Linked DNA regions of Mus musculus: regions 1, 2, 3, 4, 5 and 6 are each linked to region 7. Evidence: chromatin contacts called from public Hi-C, HiChIP or PLAC-seq and promoter capture Hi-C data. All regions are on one chromosome and are shown on one strand. Each heading gives the region's core, a stretch centred on a gene start, on an enhancer-like site or on the middle of the called end of the contact. The rest is flanking DNA. Distances are from core to core; before and after follow the strand shown. Region 1 has its middle 37 kb from the start of Gm26176. Region 2 overlaps Slco3a1 (solute carrier organic anion transporter family, member 3a1). Region 3 overlaps Slco3a1 (solute carrier organic anion transporter family, member 3a1). Region 4 has its middle 10 kb from the start of Gm30149. Region 5 holds the start of Chaserr (CHD2 adjacent suppressive regulatory RNA). Region 6 overlaps Chd2 (chromodomain helicase DNA binding protein 2). Region 7 holds the start of St8sia2 (ST8 alpha-N-acetyl-neuraminide alpha-2,8-sialyltransferase 2).

Region 1 (2,700 bases), core at 45-2,544, 330 kb before region 7:
GCCGACCTCACTGATTCCAAGGGCGCTATCTCCTTATCTCCCGTTGAGATTGCTTGATTTATTTATTGTTTTCTGCTCAGTCAGTCGCTGAGTCTTAGGGCTGAGAAGATGGAGCCGGGACTCCAGCTGTTGTTTTCTGTCCCTACCTGGGCTCTATCTGCTCCACAAGTAAGGAGGTGACCCTTGAGGAGTTTACATATGGAGACTAGCTGACTTTCCTGCCTGTCTTTCTTCTCCGATGGTACCTGGTCATTGTAATTGAATGGTATTTTTAATATTTTCCAAATGCCCCTCTCACCCTTTGTCTGACGATCCGACAAATAGGCGCATGAATTAGGTGGGGCAGGCAGACTTCACTTAAAATGGAAAATGAGGCACAGTGAGGCTAAATGACTTGTCACTCACTGGTCAGCACGATAGCAGAAGGGCAGGGGTCCCACTCAGCCGTCTAGGTCTTTCTTCCCTCCTCTCCCAACCTGTTATCTTTTCAGATGCCAATTATTTGTATTTTTATTTAAAAATTGTGAACATTTTTTATACAGTATGTTTTGATAATATTTATTCCCCTTCTTCAACTCCTTCTAGATCTTTCCTACCCTTTTACCCACTCAGGTGTGTGTGTGTGCGTGTGTGTGTGTGTGTGTGTGTGTGTGTGAATGTATGTCGTGTGTGTGGGACTATCCCAGGAGGCTAGAGAAATGTGTCAGATCCCTGGATCTGGAGGTACAGGGTATGTATCCTATGTGGGTACTGGGAACCGAAATCAGGTTTTTTGGAGAATAGGAAGTGCGTTCTTAACTTGTGAGTAATCACTGCACATCACTGGGGACTTTTAACTGCTAAGGCTAGGGCAAATAGTGTTTTACGAACGATTGAACAGAGTCCAATAGTCAAATCCATTTAATAGGTACAACTAGATTTTACAAATGAAATGGAACAAAATGGATAATATCAGCACTCCTTGTAAGCCAAGTCTTATTAGTCATGTTTGCTGCAAGCCTGCTGCTGTTTGCTTGGGTTTCCAGTCTCCTGCTGTGCTTGGTTGGAAACAGTCTCTTTAGACTTGGATTTGGATGCTGTGAAGCCTTATTATCGGTCGCTTCTGCCTGAGCTTCAGGGAGATTAGATTGCAGCGATGGATTCTTGGGAAGTCTTGCTTTTGCACATCCGGCAATCCAAGGCAGGAATGTATGCACAGACAATAGGACTTTTGATGTACTATGACAGTGGATTAAAAAAGACATTACCGTTGCCCTTGGTTACCTCCCAGAATGTAAAGGAAAGCCCCTATTGTGGAAGACAACACATGCTTTGGACAAGGGACCTGGAAGAATCGAGCTGGATCTGACCCGGAGGCCTCTTCCCTAAGGACTTGGTCTCAGTGCCAGAAGGCATTATATATAAACTGCTAAGAGTAGAAAAGCAGCCACCCAGCTGTGACTCCCAGAACCACAGTGACCAGCATGGCCAGGTGTCCCCAGAGGTGTACAGCATTATCTTGTACCTTAGTAACTGACAGCTGTCTAATTTCACTCGCTCAGTCGGAGGGAATTCATGCCTGGTGCTGTAAATTTAGCCAAATACCCACAGCTGGGGAGGCCATGGAACCGAGAGGAGACACGGCTGCTTTCCTAAGCTGGTGTACTTCTTCACTGCATTTATGTAGCATGAAATATTAAAAACCACCAAGCACGATACCTCCGGCAAGGCTCCGGTGGGCCTTGTTCTCATCTTTGGCCAACTCTCTGATCCGGAGCTCTGAAATCTCACCACCCGACTCACTAGGTTCCCACTGGCGGGTCACTACCATGCTAGTCCCATGCTTCCAAATTCCCATGGCCTTTGGGGGTGCACTTTTTGCAAACCAATGCTTTGCTGCTGTACCTGTCTCTCTTGAACCCAGTTGAGATGCTGTGTGAAGGAAACCACACAAACTTAGTTCAGAATCAGTGGTAACTCAATCACAGGGCACAACAACGAACATCCTAATTATAAGCCATTCTAAGTTAAGTCCTCTGGTAGCGGATCCAAACAGATCCGCCACCTTAATCGGGGGTCTCCACTACCTGTATTTTTACCTTCACGCTCCCATCCTCCAGCCCACACTCCCCTTCTGTCGTTCCTCGGTCCAACCCGGAAGTCTTGCCTACTCACCAAGTGATTGGTTTTTGTATTCATTAGAAGGGTCACATGAAGTCCTGATTCACTCTTGGCCCAGGCAGCCCCTTTTGTGGGGGAAGCTGAATTAGCATAAAATACAAACCGCACCAGGGCTATCCACAACACACTTACTTATTCTTATGCCTACAGGGACGGGTGGTTCTTCTCCCTCGTCTAAGTCAGTGTTTTATTGCTGTGAAGAGACACTCTGATCACAGCAACTGTTATAAAATAAAGCGTTTAACTGGGGCTTACTTACAGTTTCAGAGGTTTAGTCCATTGCCATCTTGATGGGCAGAACGGTGGGATGCAGGCAGACCTTGTCCTGGAGAAGTAGCTGAGGGTTCTATATCTGCAAACTGTAGGCAGCAGGAACAGCAAGACAATGAAATGGGTTTTTAAAAAATATATTTACAAATTTTATTTTATTTTATATCTCAAAAATACATATCTCCAAATGCAGACAGGCTTTTGCCTATCATGTGGTATTATTTATATCACAAAACACTGTCATATGAAATTCAGCATACAACTCAAAAG
Region 2 (2,700 bases), core at 104-2,603, 320 kb after region 7:
GGTGCTGGGATATCTCCAGGATGCCCTATTCTCCTCCCCTCATCCCCAGCCTGTTCCTCTCTCAGCTGCATCCATGTTAGATCTTCTTAGTCTACTGTAATACTCTTCTCTTAAACTTTTACCACATAGGTTCCCTCCCCCACCCCAGGTGTCCTTTCTTCATTATTCAACCTAGCCTGGAAGAGGCTCCCAGGCATCTAGCCACAGGCACTTAAGGATCCAGGACAGTTGGCTTTTGGCATACACATTCTGAAGCTTATGAACCGTGTTACATCTTGAATGGGCCCAATAGTAGTGTGTGGAGGTTGCATACTCTTATCTTGCTTATGGGGCTCTATTTTTCTTACAGTGTGGTTTCCTGGGCTACAGACACTTCCTCTTATATTGGTGCTTTAACCTTGTCACATAGTCTTCAACCAGCTCTTCTCAGTTGTGCTGTGGTGACATATCCTGGATGGTTCTAGAACAGCCCTGTCTCTTCAGGATTGACACCTTTATTTGATTTATTATTATTGTTATTGTTATTATTATTATTATTATTATTATTATTATTATTGTGTGTGTGTGTGTTGCATAGATGCTTGTGTGCCAAGGCATGTGTATGGAGGTCAGGAGACAGCCTTGGATGTCAGTCTTCGCCTTTGACCTTGAGACAGGCATCTCCTCACTGTTTTCCTACCACACACGGCAGGCTAGCTGGCCTGCAGAGCTGCTGGGAATTCTGTCTCCGCCTCCCATCTCCATGAGGTTAGACACATGTCCTGTTCATCCAGCTTTTATGTAGGCTCTAGGGATTGAAACTCAGGTCCTTATAATTACATGGCAAACACTTTTACCCACTGAACCAACCCCTTAGTCCTTACACCTTTATTTTGATGTCTCTGCTGGACACCAAAATCTATATATGCTCACATCTATTATATAGAACAGTATACTACTTGTCTATAACTCACACCCATGTACCTTAGATCATCTCTAAGCTACTTACATCAACTACAAGGTGCATGTTACCCAAGTAGTTGCTAGAGCACACTGTGCAAGGAGATGATGACAAGGGAGAGATTTGTACTTTTTCAGTACAGATGCAGTTTTCTGTGGACTGCGTTTCAATCAGCGGCTCGTTAGGTTTGTGGATGTAGAACTTCCACAGATGGAAGCCAGTGGTATTTACAAAATAATTAACCAAATATAGCTGATTCATCAAGTGCCATGGCGTAAGACAAGTAAACTGATTTCAAGTAATTTGAAGACAAGTCTTATGTAAATCATAAATCATCTTCTATAAAGAGCAAAGATGGAGGCGAAATATAGGTTACTGAAAACATTGTCCAAGCGGTGTGCTTGTGACTAGACTCGGGGCTGGAAGGGAATCTGGCTCATTGGGGAGAGTGGCTGGCCTAGCATACACAGAGCTTTGGGTTTGATCTCCAAGTCTACACAAAACAGGTGTGGCACATACTGGTTATCCCAGGCCCTGGGAGGAGCAGCAGGAGAATCAGGAGTTTAAGATTATCCTCAGCTATATAATGTGTTTGGGGGCCAGCCTGAGATACATAAGATCCTGTCTCACAAAGAGGATCCGATTTAACTATACTCATATTACTAACAAAAATAAGGAATAGTGACAGGGTGCACTTGTTTCTCTCTGTGCACATGGAAAAGATCAGACACAGAGATTAAGTATTAGAAAAACCCACTAAGTGCCTATGGCCACATAAAATAAACAGGTGGGCTGAGAACCTAACCCTGCACTCCAAGGTGATGAATTAGCCAGCTGTCCTAAAGAAGAGAGCTAATTACACAGGCACAATTGCATCTCCTAGGAGACGAAACCTCCAAATGGCCCATCTAATTAGAATAAAATAATAATAGGAGACACATAAGTTTTTAATAACGCTAACAGACAAGCTCCATGCATCAAAATGACAGAACAATAGGCCGGGGACTGGCAGATATACAAAACTTAAAATTTATCATCTCTGGGAAAGATATCAAGTTTCCAAAGTGAAATTCTCCAGAGAGGAGGATTGAAGGGTTTAGTTACAGCACCGGACTGGACCAAAGGACTGGAAGCTCAGGATTACTGTGAGCTGAGCCATGGATCTGATGTCCAAGGGGATTTAGATGATAACCAGAGATGGCGGCTTCAGCTGTTCAACATGTGTTTCTGAGGCTCTAGGAAGGCAGCCTTAGGGTTAACTGAAAGCACACACAAAAAAATTAAAGTCAAAACTTTACAAAGGCTATGAACAAAGATGGTACACAAACAGCCTCAGGTCCTCGCACTTCATCCTGGTACACTGTGCTTAGAGTTTCCTGGTCTTTATGGGCACGCCGTTTGTATACTTTACAGGCCTTTTAAACATTTATGGCAATCTGACTTCTTAGAAGTATCATTTCAAATAAATGCCTAGGAGTGTTTGCTTTTAAAATCTGTGTTTAAATGTTAGGAAACTTTCCTTTGTTAAATCCATATTGTTTTAAAGTGTTGTACAAATACTCCCAGAACTGTTGACTCTGCAGTGTTTGAAAATGTAGCTTAAGAAATATGGAAAATGAACACAACATAAAATACACAGAGGGTGATCTGCTTTTCACAGTTAAAGGTCTCTTGGGTGTGAAGAATCCATCATGATCAATCATTGTTGATGAGCCATAGCAAATTTGAGACTGTGTGTGTGCCAAGCGTGAGGCTACTCT
Region 3 (2,700 bases), core at 29-2,528, 290 kb after region 7:
GTACATATCATTAGAAAGAGAGGCCCATTGGTCTTGCAAACTTTATATGCCTCAGTACAGGGGAACGCCAGGGCCAAGAAGTGGGAGTGGGTGAGTAGGGGAGTGGAGTGGGGAGGGTATAGGGGACTGTTGGGATAGCATTGGAAATGTAAATGAAGAAAATACCTAATAAATTAAAAAAAAATAAGAACTTGGCTCATCTAATGCCATTTTAGTGTGTTTGTGTGTGTGTGTGTGTGTGTGTGTGTGTGTGAGCGTATGCGTGTGTGTGTGTCAGAGGACAACCTTGAACGTTGTTCCATTCCACCTTTGGCTTTGAGACAGAGTCTCCCACTGGCCTAAAACTTCCCTGAATAGGCTAGACTAACAATTTTGCAAGCTTCCAGGGATCTGCCTATCTCTAATCTCACTACCATAACGATTATAAGCAAGATCTACTACGTCCAGGTTTGATATGAGTTACAGGGAAGGACCTCAGTCCCATGCTTGTGAGACAGGAGTACCAGCTGGGCTATCTCCCCAGCCCACTGTTTTCATCTTATTTTACCAACAATCTTACCAAAAAGATCAGTATAGAAGACTTCTCAAAGTTGCCTCATTGGTTATTCCTGGGAGACTATGGAAGTGCCCTTCTACTACTGTCCTGGTGTACCATGAAGAAGCCCCAATTGGTGGAAGGCTTGTGATTGTTTCCTCTTAGCCTACAGCTGCTGTGTTCCTGTCTGCAGCCCCCTCTCACCTTGCTTGCAAGACTCACACAGCTCCGATGCTGGGGAGCCCTGCCAAAATGTGCCAGGTGGAAAGGCATAGGCCAAGCTGACTCTCAGGGACTTGGGGGTGGAGGGACAGCTTACCTGATGAGGATGATGACAGAAGGGGTTTGGGCCATGGCCCCGATCAAGCTGCACACACACATCACACAGAGGAAGGTGAGGAAGGCCTCTTGGCACCCAGGACTGGGACATTTTCCTGGAACCACGCTGGCATTCTCAGGGGGGACAGTGGTGAGGCACGCACAGCCTGTGAGGTTCTGAAAGGGAAGGTTCAGCCATTTAAACTGGGGGTGTCTCTGGTTTCCACACCCGAGGCAATCCATCAGCTAGCCTGTCACAACCTAATTATACATTCTGTGGCATTCCATTAATTGGGCCTGAATAAACGAGTTAGCATTTTTTTTTTAAAGGAGGCTGCAAAAACACATGCAAATAAAGTAATATTTATGGGGAGGAGAGCTGGATTTCCTGTCTCCTGTGTATTTCATTTCCATTCTCAAGAAACCTTCAATAAGCTGCAGTGTAGATAAATGTGTCCCCCCCAATACAATTAGAGAGGAAATTGTGCTTCCACAATATGATAAAACATTGCCAAATTAACATCGTAATTACTTGCCAATTTGTCTTCCCTTTATGCAGTTATAATTACACCGAAGTGTATTAAAAGAAGTAAATCAGGTAACCCCACATCCTGTTGCTGGTTCAGTGCCTGGCATGGCACCCAGAACAAAGGACACACGCTGTCATGCGTGAAGCCATTGTGCCTGGTAGACCCTGATGACAGAAGGAACCTGGAAAACTTGTCCAGTGGCTGAGGAAGCAAAGGGGAGCTAAGGGATTCTGGCAGCTGATAGGATCTTACCGGGAGGAGCTCGAGAGCCCTGATGGGATACATTTATTAATATATGATCAGAGAGGAGAAAGGAAAGCAACCACGTTCCATTTGATCTTCTGAGAGGCTCTGCATCAGCAACCCCCGTTCCCAAGCAAAATTTGCTCTCCTGCTCTCCTGCAAGCTTGCCAGCTCGCTCCAGGAATTTCTGATCGCAGAGGGAGGAGCAGGGGCTGGAGGAGGCTGTTCAGAGTTCCAAGCCAATTAAGGCTCGATAATAATAGTGCAGAGGCCTTTAATGAATACAAAGCGAAAACAATCATAAATGATTCATTGCTTTTCTTTCCAGAGCTGATTGGCTTTCTGAGCGCATGCCTAGCAGGTAAACTCTCCCGAGGGGTCAGGCAGACTCCCTATAAAGCCTGTGTTTCTTCTCTTCTGCCCTTCTCCCTTCGCACTTGGTTCTCTCCTCTTCCTCGCTGCTTTCCCTTTCTTCCATCATGGGATATTCCAGACATGGGGTGTCTTTTTCCATATGAGATAGCTTCAGTGGTGTCTCAAACCCTGGAACTACTAGGGCTTTCCTGCATTGTTGTTTGGAATAGATGGTACCTTCTGGCTGTACATCTTCTAAATAGTGTGCCAGGGTAGGTATCTATGTAAATAGTCCTGTTATATACCTGGGTGTTTATGGCAATTTCCAGGTGCTGAGGCCTGACACCTGTCCACCACCACTTAAGCTATACCTAAAAACTTTACCTGGCTTTTCCAAGAGACCTACCACAGACACCACATCCCTTCATCCTCCAGATGAGCAGTTCCTCTATTCTTCCCATGATCCCTCTGAGCCCTGACCAACACCTGCCCTACAGAGACAATGGGACCTGTCAGACAGGAACAACCTGGGACACTTTCTTAAACTTCTTGCACAATGCAGCAGGACACTAGAGGAAATGCAGAAGACAGGTTTAGGATACACAGGTGGCCAGGTTGGCCTCTGCCTTTACCAGGGCTTCTCTCCATCTACAGCTCACCAGGCCATCCCAGTCTCTACCAAGAGAAGCTTGTATGGCATGATGGGAGGTCACAGGCAAG
Region 4 (2,700 bases), core at 8-2,507, 400 kb before region 7:
ACACCGTAATAGTTCCGCATTTTATCCAAAATATTTATTAATTAAACTTCTAAGGTCCTTGGGAGCCAGGTGCTATTTAGAGGGGAGGGGTCTTATTATTTTGAGATAGGCCAAAGGCCTCATAAATCGCAAATATGGGAAAGAATTTGAAACCTATTCTAAAAGGCTTTCAAATCCCAAGGCGACAAATGTCTTATTCTAAATATACCATCACATTCAGAGTAACGTGTGTTAACTTATTTAAAAAGATATAAAACCCAACAAAACCTCACATCTGCGATCCTCAGGCCCATCTAAAATAAATTCCACCGGTCAGGAATGTCTACGGGGTGGGGCAAGTAGAGTTACACGGATTTGGGCAGGAAGGGGAGGCTTCAGGCTTTCGCAGCAATTCCAGGATACTAGACAATTATGCCTAATTTCCTACGTTTTAATACATACAAAACCAGATTTCCCTTTCTTTCTTTTCTTTTTTTTTTTTTTTTTTTTGCTTTTTTTCACAAAAGCCAAACAGACAAGCTTGGATTCTGCCACACTGGCCGCCCCTACAGTGAGGAGGTCCCGAAGCGCCCCGGGGTGGATAGGGGTGGGGTGTGGTCCACCTCCCAGCAGGTTCCATCTCTACCATTGCTGACCCCGGCGGGGTCCACGGTCAGCATTTTTCCTGCTCTTGCTCGCTGTTGGCCTCGCCCTGATCTAATCGCTCCCCTAGGAGGTCGACAACGCTCAGAGGACAAATGCAAAGCGGACAAAGCAAATTAAGGAAAGGCGCCGCGAAGGCCCAAAGGGAGTCCTGGATCCCGGCCAGGGGTCTCGTGATGGGCGCGCTGGCGACCGCACCCTGGGCCTGTCCAAGCGGCCTCCCAAGCTGGCGGAAGCCGGCTACGCCCCGCAGGCTGGGCCCCGACCGGCCCTTCCACTCCGCCCTTCGGGACGCTCCGGGTTCCGAGGGCGCAGGCAAGGCGCCCATCCCCCGCGGCGCCATCTTGTTGTTTTCGTGCATTCCTCCTCCTCCTCCTCCTCGCCCCATCCCCACCCCACCCCACCCCATCCCGGCCACGTGGCGCGCGGCTGCGGAAGAGAAGGCCCCAGCCCAACTTCCGGCCAGACCGGTTCCAGCCGGTTGCGGGACTCAGACGCGCGGCTGCCCCCTGGTGGCCGGACGCGGCGCAGCGGGCCACGCCTTGCCTCCTCCGCCATTTGCTGCGCGGCGCGAGGCACGTCCACACTCTGCCGCCGCCGTCGTCATCCGCCGCCATCCCGAGGGTGCGCGGGTTGCGAGGGGGAGGATGACCCGCGTCAGGCGTGGGAACGCCTCTCTTCCGGAGTGATCAGAAGGTCGCTGCGGCAGAGACGGGCGCTTGGTGTAAAAACTTTACTCGTGCCGCCCGTCTGCCCACCGCAGCCTGTCCTGGGTATTCTGCTTTCTATGTGGATTTCTCGTTAGCGTTTCATTCCAGACTAGCATTTCTCGGGTGTGTGCTGTGGGCGGGGCCCGTGCGGTCTCTTACTTAGACATCCTAGGTGGCTCCCAGGATCACAGTGGTCACACCCGGGGTCACAGACCACTAAGGCGCGGGACGAGGAGCCTGCATCGGAATCTAGGGCAGCGGATGCTTTACTGTGAGGTTCTCTTGGTCAGCATCTTCAGGGACCTCCTTGGAGGTCTCCCCACACTCACCTAAACTGAAAGCTTTGGAGTGAAGGAGACCTGACAGACGTTTAACACGCTCCAAGGGCATTTTGAGACTTACTGAAGACCCTTTATGTACCTGGCAGCCCTTCTAATAATGACGATGCCTTGGGGTGGGGGTGCTAACGCCCGAGCCAGACTTTAATATGGGCAATTCATGTACTTTTCGCCTTGTACTCTCCCTGGCTCACTGCTTTGTCAGAGAGGAAGCTGGTTCCCATTTCCATGGACCGTGCTAGAGTTTTTGAAACAATCCAAATTGTACACGCATTCGCTTGTACGGTATATACATAAAAACGAAGCAAAGGCAACCAAGTTTCAACATGGTTCACCTCCAATAAAGGAGGTAGGTTGCCAGGGCGGACGGGAAAGGTTTGTTTTGTTTTTGTTTTTGTTTTTGTTTTTTTTTTTTGGGTAAGTGTAACTTTCCAACTTGAACTATTTCAGCATTTATTCCAAAGAAAATAAGGAGTTATATTCAGAACGGTGTTAGAGTTAAAACTAGAATCCAATCCAAATGGCTCCAGATTCCCTGCATTCTGTTGACTATAATATAAAAATCTACTTTAGCCGGGCGTGGTGGCGCACGCCTTTAATCCCAGCTCTCAGGAGGCAGAGGCAGGCGGATTTCTGAGTTCCAGGCCAGCATGGTCTACAAAGTGAGTTCCAGGACAGCCCAGGCTACACAGAGAAACCCTGTCTCGAAAAGCTGGGCGGTGGTGGCGCATGCCTTTAATCCCAGCACTTGGGAGGCAGAGGCAGGCGGATTTCTGAGTTTGAGGCCAGCCTGGTCTACAGAGTGAGTTCCAGGACAGCCAGGGCTATACAGAGAAACCCTGTCTTGAAAAACCAAAAAAAAAAAAAAAAAAAAAAAAAAAGAAAAAAGAAAACAAAAATCTACTTTAAACATAAAATGTTCAATAGACTTGTATTTCCAACAATAATAAGATTTATTTAAACATTTAGACTTCTGAACAAACCTCCCCTAACTGTGCTAGTTGTAATAG
Region 5 (2,700 bases), core at 18-2,517, 460 kb before region 7:
TCTGCTTTTAGAATATTTCTTAACTTTTACGGCCAAGGTTTCTAATAGTATACACTCTCTTTTAAACAAGATGAATTTTAACTTGTAAAGGGTCGGAACCGCCTCAAGTTAGATTTAACATTCAAGTGAGAAGTTGCTGATAACGGCTTTACCTACTCATTTAAAAAAGTATCAAACAGTACGGTTATGTTCAAGTATCAGGATGTCAAATGGTCTTAACGAAAGTTCTCGGTAAAAATAAGCTGTATTCATCAAACGCCATCATCTTGCACCATAATTATCAAATCTACTTCCTTTAAACTGCCTTGTTGCCGTCGTCATTTTTGAAATACTAGATGCACTCCTGTAACTTGCCTTTTCTAAAAGACAACAAACGTCACGGACGTTTAACAAGCTGAAAGGTACCTTTGCATCTAGAACACTAACAGCCGTTCTCAAAAGCAGCTTAGAAAGAGTTAAAAGCCAACACCCAACAGGGAGAAGGGGGGAAAAAGACAAGTTTTATTTTGGTTTAAGCGAAGTGAGAGGTTCCATTGTTCTTTTAGATCCGACCCCAAAGATGGGTTCCCACCTCACTGGAAAAGATTTTTAAAAGCCCATCAACGGAGGATTGTTGTTATTTCTCGCTAAGTATCGAAGTAACTCACCAGAGCAAGCAGGGGTTCCACGGCGCGGCCGCCGCCCTCTCCCCGCTGGCTCGGACCGCAGCGCGGCGCCCGGCTGGGTATGCAGCGGGAACGCGGTGGCCCGACCCCGTGCTCCCGTGGCATCGGCCCTCCGCGGCAGTGCCCGGGGCTGCGTGTGCAGAGCCAGCCGGCAGCCACCCGCCGCCCCTCCCGCCCGCGCTCAAGGACGTCGTGCTTTTCCTCCCAAGGACAAAGGACAATAAAGGGAGCAGGGGAGCTACTCACCGGGTCGAAGCGCGGCCCCTGCCGCCATCGGCTCGCTCTTCCTCGCGTGTCCAGGACGGGTCGCCCGCCGCAGCCTCCCGCCCGCGGCGCGAAGCCGCCTCCCGGCCGCGCGCGACACCAGCACCGCCGCTGCCGCAGCGGAGCCACGGGCGTCGTGGGCCCGGCCTCCCCGGGCGCTCCGGCCGCGAGCTCCCACATCGCGCGCGGCCGCCTCGCCCCAGCCGCGGCCTCCCCGCTCTCCCAGAGCCCTCCAGGACGCCGGGGTAGCGCTCCCAGCGCAGCGGCGAGCCCACGGGCCGCGGCAGACCGCCTGACAGCTGGGCTTGCTGCTGCCTCTCCGGCCATCTTGTGCCGTGTGTGGTGTCTCTCCCGTCTCCTCGCTCGGCTTTCCTCCCTCCTCCTCCTCCCCCCGCCCCACACACCACACAACATGGCCTCTTCGCTGCGGCGGGAGCTGCGGCGGCGGCTAGAGCTCCGCGGCGCTCCAGCTCGCTCCCCTCCCCCAACCTCCCGCCTGCAGCTCCGGGACCCCCAGTGCGCACGCGCGCCGACACCCGCCCGCGGCGGCCATTGGCTGGGCTAGCTTCCTGCCCTCGCTTCCCGGAGCGGCATCACGCACTTCGTTCGTACCTTCCTCCCGCCCCAACTGCATACTATTGGTCAGTTCTGAACCCACCGCTTCCATGTTCTCAGCACCAATAGGGCTTATTTAATGCCAATCATAGCCCGTGGGCGTTTCAGGAGAGAAGTCCTGACCTGCGATTGGCAGATAGTGAAACTCTGGGTTTGCGGGGAGAGACGTAACTTTCTGCTCCGCAGTGCGGACCCTCGAAGGTAGTTTGTGTACGGACGAGCCATTAAAAGCTAACCTTTCCTGTTTCTGACTTGAGATTTTTTTCGTCCACAAAGGAAGAGGAAGTGATAGAGCGAAAACGACATGATTGACAAGATAAGCAAAAACTGCAGAACCTTCCTTCTTGGGCAAGCGCCATAGCCTCAGGATTTTTTGCCCCTAAGGAACCAGACCACAGGCAGGTTATGACCAGCACATTCGCTAACCTAATATCTGACTTGATATACCACTTATTTGAGGTAATCTAGTAGCATGCCCAGTAGTCCTGAGGGCCTAACAAACCAGCCTCTTAATTCTGATTAGCTGGATCCCACATTTTAGGGCAGCGTTGTTGAAGTGGTAGTTTAAACATGTCTATCCAGCTTTCCCCCAGAGAATTACACAGTACAAGCTTCATTTCCTCTCAAAAACTCCACTCTTTTACATTTCTTCTTCCCACTTCTGCCTGGAAACAAGTTTAGGCAGAATACAAATGAATCTCTGAACCGTCTGTCCTCAAGTATCTAAGGAAGTTGTTCTCGCACAGAAGCGGAATGTGGAAATGTTTCTTTTGGCAAGGGGCTAGGGGAAAAGAAAATATGCTATTAGTTTCCATGAGGGAAAAACACTTTTAAGAAGGGGCTTGCTTGTTGAGATGAGAGGAACAGTTCTAAAATTCTCTTGAAACTTAGTTTGCTCCTGGGTTAAAAATCACATTACTTGATCATGGACCACAAAAGTCGTTCTAGTTCCCTTTTGGAGGGGTGTGGAATCAGGTCTCTTTAACATAGTGTTGGCTGTCCTGATGTTTTTTAACGTTAATTTGAGCGTGTGTATGTGTCTGTCTGTCTGTCCACATTAAGTGTCACAGCACTTAATGTACACAGGAGGTGAAAGGACACAGTATAGGAGTCGCTTCTCTCCTACATCAGGCTTGTCAGCATAGCACCTTTTACA
Region 6 (2,700 bases), core at 120-2,619, 500 kb before region 7:
CCTGTCCTAGCCCACTAGCAGCAGTTAGCACTCTGCCTCTCACCAAGGATTTGAAAATGTAACTCTACAGGAGGGTCCAGCTGAGGAGTTTAGTTTTTCTACTCTCTTCCCCAGAGATTATTATGCTTACAAATGCTCTGTGCTTTTTAGATAAAAATCACAGAAGAGCAAAAGGAATCTGAATGGACTGTGGCACACTGGTGTGAAGATGTTTAATCATGTTTAAACATGTGGAAGAGATGTTAGAAAAGCAAAAGCAGGATTATGGCTCTTATTAAAAACAGACACTAGCCCGGCATGGTGGCGCACGCCTTTAGTCCCAGCACTCAAGAGGCAGAGGCAGGTAAATTTCTGAGTTCAAGGCCAGCCTGGTCTACAAAGTGAGTTCCAGGACAGCCAGGGCTATACAGAGAAACCCTGTCTCGAAAAACAAAACAAAACAAAACAACACAACACAACAGAAACTGAAGTAAATGTCATGAAAACATTCAGAAATTCAGAGCAATGTATATGCAGAGGACAAGAAGCCAGCACAGCCAGTGAATGTTTACAGGGAAGGAAGGGTGTTTTCTCTAGGGAGCCAGCCAGTAAACATTCTAAGCCATGTGGCTATTTCTCTCTGAAACTGTAATAGGAAATCAATCACAAAGCATCCAGGTATAATGGGCAGGGCAGGGAGAGAGCATGACTCCCACAACAGGAGGCATTTCCAAGTCTAGGACAGCACTGGAAACAGGTCCCGCTGTTTCTCTTCAAAGTCTGAATATAATGACTACATTGCCCATGCCTCGCCAGGCACGCACGGTGCAGCATGCCTTTAATCCCAGTGCTTAGGAGGCATCGACAGGCACATCAGTGTGCTTTCAAAGTCAGACAGCCTAGTCTACACAGTGAATTCCAAGACAGCCAGAGCTAAAGACTGAAATCCTAACTAGGGAAAAAACAAGTAGAAAATGGGGTAAAAAAGCAAAAATTCATAAAAGATCAACCAAAAAACAAACAAGACCCCCACAGTATTACTAAGCAAAGGAGAGAATATTAAACAATAAAAAACAACCTACCAAACAAACAAACAAACAAACAAAAATCAGATACAGAAAACAACTTTTAAAAGTTACAAGTGGCCCAAGAATAGGCATTTCAGAACTAGAACCCAATGTAATTCTGTAATTCAATGTATTCCCAAAATAATGACTTTAGAATTATCCCAAATACCCAGGCAGGAGTTAGGAGTACAGTGAAAGAGGCAGATAACTAGCTGCTCACCACACAGGGGGCCAACCTGGGAAAGGAGAGAAGGAGGCTTGTGCTCCAGCCTTTCTGCCCACACCCAGCTACAGAGGAGAAACTCTGTGTATGACTCAGCAGAAAACTTGTGACGCCTTTACTGACTGTGAGGACTCCAAGCTACTCATAGTTCCATACAACTGCCTGTAGGCAGTAAATAAAAACAAGCCAAGGGTGTAGTGGCATATGCCATTTAGTCCCAGTACCTGGGCAGCTGAGGCATGGGGATCTCTATGAGTTTAGGGCAGCCTGATCTACATAGTTCCAGGACAGCCAGGGCTACAAAGTAAGACATACACACACACAAAGCCAGGTATCTTGGCACATGTGTTTAATCACAATACTATAAAGACAGAGGCAGCTGTGAGTTTGAGGTGCCTGGGCTACACAGTGTTGCAGGCCAGTCATGGATTTATAGAGAGATCCTGTCTCACATCAATAAGTAAGTAAACAAACAAACTCTAATGTAAATTTCCCTACTCCTAGCCATCAGCCATCTGATGCCACATAAATGCCAAATACCATTGTGCAGCAACTCTGCTGAACACTAAAACAACTCCTCTGCCTTAAGAGCTCCAAGTGGCTGACTTTTAACTTCATATACTCTGAAATTTTTCACTACTGCCTACAATTTAATATCATCTATAATATGAAAAGTAATATGAATACAAAATTGCATTTTAGACTGTAGCTTAAATTTAAAAGACAACAAAACTTTATTCAGATGTTATTTTTTTTAAAGTGAAAGCAAAGTATTTTGTTCACACACATCTCTCAAATAAAATCTTTATATTTATTTATTTATTAAAGATTTATTTATTACATGTAAGAATACTGCAGTTGTCTTCTGACACTCCAGAAGAGGGAGTCAGATCTCATTACAGATGGTTGTGAGCCACCATGTGGTTGCTGGGATTTGAACTCTGGACCTTTGGAAGAGCAGTCAGGTGCTCTTACCCACTGAGCCATCTCACCAGCCCTCAAATAAAATCTTACAAGTTCCTATGTGGTGGGCTGGGAAGTACCTAAGCTGATGACGTACTTATTTATCAGCAATGCTCAAACCCAACACCACAAAAAAAGATAACACATGCCTTTTTTTTTTTTTTTTTTTTTTTTTTTGAGTCAGACTTTCTCTGTATAGCCCTGGCTGTCCTGAAACTCACTTTGTGGACCAGGCTGGCCTCGAACTCAGAAATCCACCTGCCTCCCAAGTGCTGGGATAAAAGGCATGTGTCACCACGCCCGGCTAACACAAGCCTCTTATCCCAACAGCAGGCACGGGAAGGAGTGGTTCAGAGTCATCCTGACCACGTAGACTACATGATATCCTATGTCCACCTCCCTCCCACCCCCAGAAAAGTTCAGACACCTTCTGATGAAGTCACACAATCACATAATTCTTTTTCACCA
Region 7 (2,700 bases), core at 27-2,526:
CACGGTTTGGAGGCTCCGGACATGGGTCGGGCTCCGCGTGCAGAAGACTGTAGGATCGGGAGCCAGCTTCAGCCCACGGGACACCCTGATTGATGAGCCCAGCTCAGTTAGACAGCTCATTCCAAGAAGTCCCGAACCAGGCACAGCTGGAGGTGTGGTCCCGCCTACCTCTGAAGAGATAGGGACAAGCTGAGATCGCGCGCTCCTGGGGACCCCGAAGCCCACCGGGCGGCGTTGGAGACTTTCCGACAACCTCCCCGGGTCTTGGCGCCGGCTGTGAGCGCTCAGCAACCTGGGGTTGCCTGGGGCCGTCGCAGGGTTGTCAGAGCACCCAAAGCCAGGGGAGAGCCCTGGTCTCCAGCACCGCGCGCCACACCTTTAGCGGTGCTACCCCCCACGCCCGGATCCTGGGCTGGCCGGCGGGAGGCGTGGGTGCGTACCGGTGTGTTCAGGGCACATTCCCCTTCCCAGGAGTCGGTACGGAGCCCTTCCCACTCATCTCCCGCCAGGGGATTCCCCTCCCCCAGCTCAGAGATCCCCCGCGCGCCCCCTGCCCACTTTGCCAAGGCGAGAAAACGGCCGAGCCGGAGACAAAGAAACTCCTGCCTGCCTCCACTCTCCGTCCTTCTACCCGCCCGAGACACTCCCCGGCGCCCTCCCTCGACCCCGGCGACACCGCGCGCGCACACGCCGGGGGAAGGGACTAGGGGACAGGGAGCAGGGTGGGTGAGTCCGCTTTCCCCACGCCGCGCGGCTACAGCTGCCCGTGCACCCCGCCCGGGGACGCCCCTCGGCAGCCGCGCCCCCATCATCCACTCCCTAAAGCGTCCCGGGCCCCTGACACTGCCACCCCCAGCCCAAACCGCCGGCACTATCCCTCCAGCTGAGCGACAGGGGGGCGCGGCGCACACAAAGCGGATGGGGAGTAAGGAGCCCAGGGGAAGAAGAGATCCCGCCGGGGATGGGGCACGGGCTCAGGGAGGCTATTTACCCGATTTCTTCTTCGATCTCTGAGATGTCTGCGAAGATGAGGAAGACCACGAGCAGCGTAAGCGCGGCCAGCATCCAGCTCCGGAACTGCAGCTGCATGGTGGGGTCGGTGCCCTCCGGGACCCGCGCGCGGGCCGGGGCGAGGAGCTGGGGCTGAAGGAGCCTCCGCGCTCCACGCGCAGCAGGGCACACACCCTGCGCTCCGGGCGAGTCCTGGCCGGCGGCGGCCAAGGCGACAGCAGCAGCAACAGACAAGGGTTGCTCTGGCGCGGCGAGCCCGCTCGCTCTCTCTCCGCTCCTGCCCGCCCCTCCCCTCCCCTCCCTCCTTCTCCCCCCCCCCTTTCCCCCCCGCCCCGCACTGGGCTCCAGGCGCAGTTTGACAGCTTTGCTCCGCGCCTTGCCTGGTCTCCTCCCACTAACTCTAGCGGCCACCCACCCGCCTTTGCTTTTCCTGCCCGAGAGGGCTCAGGGAGCTTGCCACTCCCGGCCTAGGAAGGCTGGGCTCCGGCCATCGAAAGCGACCCGGAGACTGAGCTGAGCCAGACAACTCGGAGCACCCGGGGCTGCTTGGCAAACGCCTAGCGTCGCTCGCTCTTTGTCCAGCGCCCTCGCTTCCTCTCAAAGTTTTCCCGACACAAAGACTAGCACCTTGGGGACGGTCTCCGGCGCGCTGCGAGGAGGCGGTATCCTCTGGGCTACGCTTCAGCAGTTGACGAATTGAAAGGGGAAGTGGAAGAGAGGAGGGGAGAAGAAATGGGCAAGAGGGGCCAACTTCACCAGCGATGTTCATGGCAATTGGTGGGCGAGGTGCTCAGCCTGCACAACACCACCTTCTCTATGGGCGGTCATCTCTGTCCATTTATAGACCCAAGCCCGGGAGCATGGAACTCTCGAGTTGTTTGAGGTCATGGCTAGAACCCAGGGATCCCCGTAGTACCTGCTCTACTTCCAAGAGCAGGCATAGTACCCACATTGTGGCTGGTACTGTACGTGCTTCATCCCCTTAGCTCGTGCTCTTTTCTGGTCTAATCAATAAACCCCTGGAGTCCTATCATGATCAAAAGGCCTTCTAGAAAAATACACTTCCCACAAAGGGAGATGCTCCTCCCCCCCACCCCATACCGAACGATTTCCCTGCTTCAGACCCTTTTAGCTCACTTTACCGTTACCTTTTGCCCTGCTGCGTCAAGAGGGAAGAACCCATTCATTAAGTTTTACTAGAACTAGATTACAACACACACACACACTGGATGTAACTTTTCAGAAGAAGCCAGATCGTCCTTTGGTTAGTGAAGGGTCCTAGAGGTTGCTTGTCAGAGGCGTTGAGAATGTCAATGCAGTGCCCTACTGTTTGGGAAGCACCTGTAGATAAACAGAGATGCCCAGTCGGTTGTCCTCCAGAACAACTCCAAGGAGGAGCTAGTAGTTCCCTTAGTGTAGTTCCCGTGTCTCTCCCAGGCCAAGGTGTGAAGGTCTAGGGAGCTCCCCACACTTCTTCATTGAGGAACAGGCTAAAGGGAGTGGTCTCTGCAGGAGGCCTGCTGGGTTTTGTTGCTGTTTTTATTTTTATTGTTGTTGTTGTTGGTGGTGGTACTGGTGGTAGTGGTGTGATTCAGGACAAGCTCTCACCTGCAGGGAGAGCCTCTATGCCCTGCCTGCTGACAGGATACGGAAACAGCGTGGTAAGGTGGGGGACAAGTTCTTCAGGGG

The links. Promoter capture Hi-C pulls out the DNA fragments that hold promoters and counts their contacts. Hi-C and Micro-C count contacts between places; a contact is called where the count stands out from the background. HiChIP or PLAC-seq counts read pairs in DNA pulled down with a chosen protein or histone mark.
Region 1: a contact with region 7 is called in an H3K4me3 HiChIP or PLAC-seq map of embryonic hindbrain, with 5 times the contacts expected there. The contact joins the enhancer-like site here to the promoter of St8sia2 in region 7. A contact is called at or near these places in 10 of 115 datasets of contacts at active chromatin or transcription factors (craniofacial prominence, embryonic forebrain, embryonic hindbrain and 5 more) and 1 of 9 other capture datasets (embryonic stem cells).
Region 2: a contact with region 7 is called in an H3K4me3 HiChIP or PLAC-seq map of embryonic limb bud, with 5 times the contacts expected there. The contact joins the enhancer-like site here to the promoter of St8sia2 in region 7. A contact is called at or near these places in 3 of 39 promoter capture datasets (cranial neural crest, neural stem cells and second pharyngeal arch cranial neural crest), 1 of 484 Hi-C or Micro-C datasets (cortical neurons), 13 of 115 datasets of contacts at active chromatin or transcription factors (craniofacial prominence, embryonic basal ganglia, embryonic forebrain and 7 more) and 2 of 9 other capture datasets (liver and pancreatic islet).
Region 3: a contact with region 7 is called in an H3K4me3 HiChIP or PLAC-seq map of embryonic forebrain, with 6 times the contacts expected there. The contact joins the enhancer-like site here to the promoter of St8sia2 in region 7. A contact is called at or near these places in 3 of 39 promoter capture datasets (cranial neural crest, frontonasal cranial neural crest and neural stem cells), 9 of 115 datasets of contacts at active chromatin or transcription factors (embryonic basal ganglia, embryonic forebrain, embryonic hindbrain and 6 more) and 3 of 9 other capture datasets (embryonic stem cells, liver and pancreatic islet).
Region 4: a contact with region 7 is called in an H3K4me3 HiChIP or PLAC-seq map of embryonic forebrain, with 2.7 times the contacts expected there. The contact joins the enhancer-like site here to the promoter of St8sia2 in region 7. A contact is called at or near these places in 6 of 115 datasets of contacts at active chromatin or transcription factors (differentiating embryonic stem cells, embryonic forebrain, embryonic hindbrain and 3 more).
Region 5: a promoter capture Hi-C map of embryonic stem cells shows a contact between it and region 7, with 2.3 times the contacts expected there. The contact joins the promoter of Chaserr here to the promoter of St8sia2 in region 7. A contact is called at or near these places in 2 of 39 promoter capture datasets (both in embryonic stem cells), 9 of 484 Hi-C or Micro-C datasets (all in embryonic stem cells) and 2 of 115 datasets of contacts at active chromatin or transcription factors (both in embryonic stem cells).
Region 6: a contact with region 7 is called in a Hi-C map of embryonic stem cells, with 9 times the contacts expected there. The contact joins the enhancer-like site here to the promoter of St8sia2 in region 7. A contact is called at or near these places in 3 of 484 Hi-C or Micro-C datasets (embryonic stem cells, neural progenitor cells and palatal mesenchyme) and 2 of 115 datasets of contacts at active chromatin or transcription factors (astrocytes and forebrain).

What each region holds. Positions count from the first base shown.
Region 1 is chr7:73,681,882-73,684,581 of GRCm38.p6, forward strand. No RefSeq gene overlaps it. Among named protein-coding and RNA genes, the nearest start is that of Gm26176, 37 kb to the left of the region's middle. Within about 2 kb of position 1,295, at least 3 of the 459 cell types and tissues checked have an H3K27ac peak or open chromatin away from gene starts, as enhancers often do.
Region 2 is chr7:74,328,853-74,331,552 of GRCm38.p6, forward strand. The region is part of intron 4 of Slco3a1 (solute carrier organic anion transporter family, member 3a1); the gene reads right to left. Among named protein-coding and RNA genes, the nearest start is that of Slco3a1, 220 kb to the right of the region's middle. Within about 2 kb of position 1,354, at least 33 of the 459 cell types and tissues checked have an H3K27ac peak or open chromatin away from gene starts, as enhancers often do. A contact at or near this core is called in craniofacial prominence, embryonic limb bud and second pharyngeal arch cranial neural crest, where this site is marked.
Region 3 is chr7:74,302,268-74,304,967 of GRCm38.p6, forward strand. Slco3a1 (solute carrier organic anion transporter family, member 3a1) reads right to left here. Exons shown (of 10, transcript NM_023908.2): 8 at 855-1,030. Among named protein-coding and RNA genes, the nearest start is that of Slco3a1, 250 kb to the right of the region's middle. Within about 2 kb of position 1,279, at least 31 of the 459 cell types and tissues checked have an H3K27ac peak or open chromatin away from gene starts, as enhancers often do. A contact at or near this core is called in embryonic basal ganglia, embryonic forebrain and forebrain, where this site is marked.
Region 4 is chr7:73,617,369-73,620,068 of GRCm38.p6, forward strand. No RefSeq gene overlaps it. Among named protein-coding and RNA genes, the nearest start is that of Gm30149, 10 kb to the left of the region's middle. Within about 2 kb of position 1,258, at least 332 of the 459 cell types and tissues checked have an H3K27ac peak or open chromatin away from gene starts, as enhancers often do. A contact at or near this core is called in differentiating embryonic stem cells, embryonic forebrain, embryonic stem cells and 2 more, where this site is marked.
Region 5 is chr7:73,557,128-73,559,827 of GRCm38.p6, forward strand. Chaserr (CHD2 adjacent suppressive regulatory RNA) reads right to left here and starts at 1,268. Exons shown (of 5, transcript NR_037569.1): 1 at 912-1,268. RefSeq lists a cis regulatory region at 750-1,839.
Region 6 is chr7:73,516,237-73,518,936 of GRCm38.p6, forward strand. The region is part of intron 3 of Chd2 (chromodomain helicase DNA binding protein 2); the gene reads right to left. Among named protein-coding and RNA genes, the nearest start is that of Chd2, 24 kb to the right of the region's middle. Within about 2 kb of position 1,370, at least 150 of the 459 cell types and tissues checked have an H3K27ac peak or open chromatin away from gene starts, as enhancers often do. A contact at or near this core is called in astrocytes and embryonic stem cells, where this site is marked.
Region 7 is chr7:74,012,406-74,015,105 of GRCm38.p6, forward strand. St8sia2 (ST8 alpha-N-acetyl-neuraminide alpha-2,8-sialyltransferase 2) reads right to left here and starts at 1,277. Exons shown (of 6, transcript NM_009181.2): 1 at 992-1,277. The coding sequence starts at 1,089.